Regions from separate parts of the Zea mays genome. Here region 2 is linked to region 1. Evidence: chromatin contacts called from public Hi-C data. All regions are on one chromosome and are shown on one strand. Each heading gives the region's core, a stretch centred on a gene start, on an enhancer-like site or on the middle of the called end of the contact. The rest is flanking DNA. Distances are from core to core; before and after follow the strand shown. Region 1 holds the start of LOC100382621. Region 2 overlaps LOC103640907 (alanine--tRNA ligase).

Region 1 (3,180 bases), core at 334-2,833:
TAAGTTCACCACGAATAAATGTTCTAATCAGACATAACTAAATGAACGGCTACCTTACAATTGGTAGAAAAAGTTTACTGCAATAGTTATAGTTTGTAAGAGCATCTCCAACAACGTAATCTATAAAAATGCCCTATAATTTAAAAATGAGTATATTTTATAGAATTTAGGGCACCAACAAAACATTCCGCTCGAATAGTAAAGCATCAAATCTAGATTATAGTACAGCACACTACGGTATAATTTTTTAACCAAATTTTATTAAATGAGGCACGGAGTAGTTTTTACTACATAGAGCCTCATATTTTTCAATTTAAGGCACAAATTTGAGGCATCGTTGGAGATGCTCTAACAGGCATTGATACCAAAGGGGCAATAAACAGTTGCCCACCATCTTGTTATAACAGAGGATGAAGGAAACATGCACCACTGCCTTGCTTGAAGCATAAAAAATGTGCTCAATATTTAAAAAAAACATAACTGTAGCGAGGATTCAAATTTCAAGTATAAACAGAGGCACTACTGTATGATGATAGTAATGGAGATGGTCATTAATTTTGACATGGTAACAAAATAAAAAAAAGTTTTCATAACACTGATCTGAGAATTTATTATTCATGGGGACATGGATATTGAGTGCTGTGGCATCAAGAAATAGACTAAGAAACAGCAGAAGCTTGGGTGTTAAACAGTAGTTGACTACAGCTACCTAATATACACCATTTAAACATTCTAATCGAAGGAAAACAAAACGAAAACATTCCATGTGCACCATAAAGACCCATACAACATGTGGACCAAATGGCTACAAACGTAAAAGGATGCTAGAAAAACACGCCGCGAGTAAAGTAGAGCAGCGTACTAATAGGAAGTTAATCACACATCGTAGAAGTTCGGAACCACGAAACCGAGCGATGAAGACGAAAAAAATGCGGGGATCCAGGTAAACCCTAACCACCGAGCCGTGCACGAGCGCGAACCACCATAAACGACCTACGTCCAAACTAACAATACACGAAATCATAAACACTAAAACACACTACTTCTACTCCCCAATCGCCCCCAACGAGTTAACGACGCAAGGAAACGAAAAGGACACGGATCGCCAACGCTAGCGGCATGGGGCGCATCATCCCGACGGGTAGCATCAACACGATGGAAAAACAGGCTGAAACAATAAATCGAAAATATATATAGCTACTAGGGTTTAAGCGCGCACCTGAGAGACGGAGGGGAACGAGGAAAGGGGTTTAGGGGCCGCGGTACGAAAGGCGGCGGCGGTGGCGGACGCTGGTGATGAGGGGAGGCGGTGGGCAAGGATGGTGATATAGGGCTCCTGGGAGCCACGCGGCCGTCCGATGGGCTCAAGCAATCAGCTGTCCATTCGATCCTTGCTATTCAACTGCTGCGGCGTGGGGGACGGATATTTTTTAGGCGGGGGTTACGCGTAACGTCGATGGCATGTGGGGTCTACATACGAGTTGATCGCAGTGTCAGTGTCAGTGGCTGGGCGGTGAGGCCGTGTCTCCCGGTCTGCAGTATCGGGCAAGCCTACGGGCCCAAACGGAAAAAGAGGACCTGAGCCGACTCCGCCGAGGTCGGTGGCGGCGGCGGCGGTGAGCATGGCCGCGCAGAGGGAGAAGTCCGCGGCCGTCGCGGTCGGCCCAGCACACGGCGCTGCGGTATCGGGGTCTCCTTCTCCTTCGTCCTCATCCGGAGGCCCGGCGGCGGCGTCCTCGTCGGGAGAGCGGTGGAGCGCCGCGATCGGGAACCTGGGGGAGCTCGGCGCCAACGTGGACGCGCTGCAGAAGATGCTCGGGCGGAAGGCTGTCTTCGTCGACGATGACATCTTCTCCAAGGCCTCCCTCGCCGCCGACCAGGCCCGCACCATTAAGGTATATACATACGTACTGTCCAGTCGTTGCTGCATCAGGCTATCAGCCCCTGTGGTTGTCCTCCCCTCTCTATGCTCGGCATCCGGGTTCAGCCGATGCCCCTCCCTGAAGGGCCGAGCGCGTAGATTCGGTCGCCTTCACTTTAATTGTGGAATTCACTGCTCATAGAGCAAGAGGGGATCTTGAGCTGGGTGTGATTTTGAGTGCTTCAATGTGATTCAGTTTTGTGCGACCTTGTGCCTCTTTGGCATAGGCTTGTCGAGCTAGGTAACTCTTCCTCATACAGTGACATGAAACTGGCTGGCCTTTTGTGGAACAGAAATTTTGATTTGTACAAAATCGGAATTCAGAAGTTGGTAAACTGGAATGCAAAAGATGGTACTTTGTGTTCCACTTTCGCAAATCGGATTCTTTGTTTATTGTGGTTCCACGAGACTGTGTTAGACTTTATACATCCAAAGGCGAGGACGAGGTTGCTGTTTTACTGCAATGAGCCAGCATCAGTATGATACGAGTGTAGTGTTATAAAGATAAATGTGAGCGGCTTGGACCTAAGCTATTGATCCAGTGACTTGAGGAATTAACACAAAAAAAAGACGGGGAACTTATGTGATGTGCCCATGTAGTGTTTACGAATTTATGTTCACTCAAAACTAGTTCCTTTGGACTTCCCGTATTTTCTCAATTTGGAGATATGGAAGACAGAATAACATAATCCTCACAAACAAAAGTTCATGTTATGCTGCTACGAGTTATTATTATGTGGTAACTTTGTACTTTTAGGTATGTTTGTCTTATGTTTTTTTTACAATAAGCTAAGAGTAGGAATAAGGAGTAAGAAAAAGTCTTGGACTTTGCGGTAGGTTTTAACCTGTTCGTAGCCAATAGTTTCTTTAGAAAGAGAGAATCTTATTTAGTGACCTATAGTAGTGGTCAACGTTCTAGTTAGATTGACTTTGTCTTCACAAGAAAAAAGGATAAACAAGTATGATTGGATTGTAAAGTGATACTTGAGGAGTGCGTTGATGCATGCCCGTAGGGATAAAAAAAACAAGATTACGTCCTGCTCGCCACCTCCGGTTGGGCCGTTGCAGAGTGCGCGGTGACGACCCGCTAGTGATGGAGGGCTAGGGTTCGTGGATTTTTTTGGACGGGATCATGTTTCTGTCTCTTCTTAATATAATATCGGGGGCGGTCTTTCCCTCCCTGGCTGAGTTTTTTTATTGTGGAATTAAGTTGATGAGCTACACTATAAAGGTATGTGAGAGAGTTATTGAGCATTGTC
Region 2 (3,180 bases), core at 332-2,831, 540 kb before region 1:
AAGCAACCTACAATTCATAATGGAGGGAGTAATAGTTTAGTTTTAGGATGATTATTATAACTGTTGCACGTCACAGGACGAACTTAGGAAGGCAAAGAAGAAAATGGGGGAGCAAAATATACAAAAGGCTGTGAAGTCCGCAATGGATGCTGCAGAAGCTGCTCTTTCAGGAAATAAACCGTTTTGTGTTACTCATGTGGATGTGGGTCTTGATACCACGGCTGTCCGTGAGGCGGTTATCAAAGTCATGGACCAGAAGGTACTTACATCTTTCATTTTCATCTTACTGTTAAAATAATGTTAGTCAGTAAATTGCTATAGTACATGGCATGTTGTAGTAGAACTGTTTTTATTCCATCTCAAGTCTTAGATAGCCTGGTGAACTTTTGGATGTCTTGGCCCAGGGTTTGCCTATAATGTTATTCAGCACCGATGAGGCATCAAACAAAGCCGTTATCTATGCTGGTGTGCCTCCCAATGCTCCTAGCGGCTTCAAGGTGTTGGACTGGCTAACACCTTCAATTGCGCCACTCAAGGGAAGAGGCGGTGGCGGCAAGAACGGCGTCGCCCAGGGCCAGGTGAGTGAGCAATCCATTCCTAGGTATTCTACGGTCTTGGATGCAAGTCATCAAGTAAGAGATGCCCAAATTCAATTCTGCTATGCCTTCACTGCAGGGGAGTGACGCTTCTCAGCTCAAGGAAGCAATGGCACTTGCGAACAGCATTGCTTCAATGAAGCTCTGCTGATTGGTGGTAGTAACTGGTGCACTGCCCATGGAACTCATGCGTGGCTGCTGCTGGATTACTCTTTGATTTTAGCTTTCTATTTACCCATTATACTTAAACAGAAGTTCAATGGTGCTTGCAGTTTCATTTATACTTACCATACAATTGGAAGCACAGGACATGTAACAGTATAAAGCTTGTTGTGTGCCCGATTGAACGAAAGGTTCTATGCATATACGATTGGGAGTCACTTTGTAGGCGTTTAGGAGTCGAATCATTTCCTTCCCTGCTAAGGCTATTTTCAGATCCTCTATCCAATTCCCTATCTTACTCTATTTTAAATTTCACTCTGTAAATAGTGTTATTTATTATTTATAGTGTCCTCTATCTTACCATATCTACTATAGACAGTCTAACTGTGGCTAGGAGAGAGCTGGAACATCATGAAGCCTATTTTTTTGTTTCTTCAAATGTGCCACTCATATTTTGCAAAATTAGATGCCACTCCATGGCACCTAACTGAATCTACTATCTATATTTTTTTTGTTATAGTCCCGTTGTCTCCTGGAGGGTGAAAACCCACAAAGTGTTCTCCCAAGTCCTATACTCCTTTTATAGCTTCAAAGAGGGTTCCTAGGAGCGCTATGGGAGAGGAGACAAGTCTTATCCCCTGTTTGATGGAGGTGCTGTTCGAGTCGTAGTTATTGAAACAACGATAAGTATGGTGAAAAATGCATGGTAATTCTCCTCGTATGGCATAAAACAAATTTGACATCGGTCCTGTAGCCATCCCGTCGTCAGCATCCCTCGTGGAGGAGTTGGTGGCGCCATTTGGTTGATGTTATCTAGGCAAAGGCCAGGCTCGGGCAAGACCAAGGTTCCTCCTGAGGCCTTGGTTGAGCCTGCCTCGGGGCATGCAGTGGTACAGGGAGGGGTTAGCATAGTTGTCGGAGTGGCCACCTACGGAATTCACGGGGAGTTGTTGCCGGGGCAGTTGGCCGAAGCCGAGCTTGGGCGAAGCGGAGTTTTCTTCGAGGTTAAGGCCGACTTTGGGCGAGGTGGAGTTCCCTCCCGAGGTGAGACCATGCCATCCAGAGTTGTTTGAGCACAGTAGTCGGCGTGGGGGAGCAGTGGCCATTATTCTCGGGGTGCGTCATCGTAGTTGGTGAAAGTGGATGGGACCGCAGTCCCATCGCTCTGTGTTTGACTGCGGCATCACGTGGGGTAGGTATTCGCATTAAATGCGCATGTCTCCACGGTTTTCGTGACCTTTGACTGAGGCTGGGCACGGGGCTGTCCTCCTGTCCGAGATGGGCTTGGACGAGGTGGAAACCGCTATTTGGTGAAGAGGGGACATCGGGTAAGCCGAGGATTTCCCTGAGTGCTACCTTCACCCGAGGTTAGGCTCGGGCGAGGCGGAGTTTTGAGCGACCATCTAGCGGGGTCTCGGGCGAATCGTGATTGATCCTTTCTTGACCTTGGGGAACGTGTCTTATGATTTTCTCGATAGTTAGGTGTTTAAACGTATTTAGGGGCATAATCTGGGTACCCCTAATTATGATACCCGACAGTAGCCCCTGAGCCTCCAAGGAAGTGTTGGTACTTGCTTGGGCGTTCTTCCACCTTCGTGCAGGTATGTTGCTTAACCCTTTGAAAGGTGGTAGACTTATTTTCGATGGGTGCACGCAAGCACATTTGTTGGGTGTAGCCCTAAGGCCTCGAAGGAGTGGTTGACTCCTTTGAGGTCTTTATATTTCCCTATGTAGATATCGTTGACTTGTCCTTTGTTCGTCACCTGGCCAGAACCTAGGTGCAAAGGCAGCCCTCGAGTCTCTGCGTTGGGTTGCTGGTGTTTCCAACAATTCTGCTGCAACATGGGTGCAAGGGCAACCCCCGAGCCTCTGCACAGGGCGGGAGGACGATCAGGAAACGCCTTGACTTTTTAATGATACGTCTCTTCGTCGCCTTTCCGCAAGAAGGAAGAGGGGGAGAGCACCATGCTACCCTCGGTGGGTGTAATACCCCGTCCAATCCCTGGACCGACGGTACTTACTCCTGGCAGCTCTCTAGGATCATATATTGTCCCCACAAACCAACACAGGCCTTTTATGCACACTTTGTCCTCACTCATGCGCACCCGAAAAAACTTTCTGGTCGGTCACCCATCCTAAATTGCTCCAAGCCAAGCACGCTTAACCTGGAGGTTCTTTCGAGATAGGCTTCTGGAAAAGAAGATGCACCTTGTTGGTATGGATACAATTAATTCTATTAAGCCTTGAGCCAGGATATCACCATCCTAGAGGCCAGGATATCACAATCCACCCCCTTAGAAGATCGACGTCCTCGTCGATCAATCCCAATCCAAGAACCTCCCCTCTTATCCACGTCTGTGTGTCTAGTGTCGTCATATGTCATGCCATGTGACCACTCTAGGCCCACATGCGCCATGCACCA

What was found. Hi-C and Micro-C count contacts between places; a contact is called where the count stands out from the background.
Region 2: a contact with region 1 is called in a Hi-C map of ear, with 2.5 times the contacts expected there. The contact joins the enhancer-like site here to the promoter of LOC100382621 in region 1. A contact is called at or near these places in 2 of 25 Hi-C or Micro-C datasets (ear and tassel).

Annotation. Positions count from the first base shown.
Region 1 is chr10:17,616,163-17,619,342 of Zm-B73-REFERENCE-NAM-5.0, reverse strand. It overlaps LOC100382621, which reads left to right and starts at 1,583. Exons shown (of 3, transcript NM_001175346.1): 1 at 1,583-1,895. The coding sequence starts at 1,623. It overlaps LOC100284207 (glycine-rich RNA-binding protein 7), which reads right to left and starts at 1,400. Exons shown (of 5, transcript NM_001254914.2): 1 at 1,220-1,400.
Region 2 is chr10:18,152,727-18,155,906 of Zm-B73-REFERENCE-NAM-5.0, reverse strand. It overlaps LOC103640907 (alanine--tRNA ligase), which reads left to right. Exons shown (of 22, transcript XM_008664354.2): 20 at 77-259; 21 at 405-578; 22 at 676-1,113. The coding sequence ends at 747. Among protein-coding and RNA genes, the nearest start is that of LOC103640907, 18 kb to the left of the region's middle. Within about 2 kb of position 1,581, at least 5 of the 20 cell types and tissues checked have an H3K27ac peak or open chromatin away from gene starts, as enhancers often do. A contact at or near this core is called in ear and tassel, where this site is marked.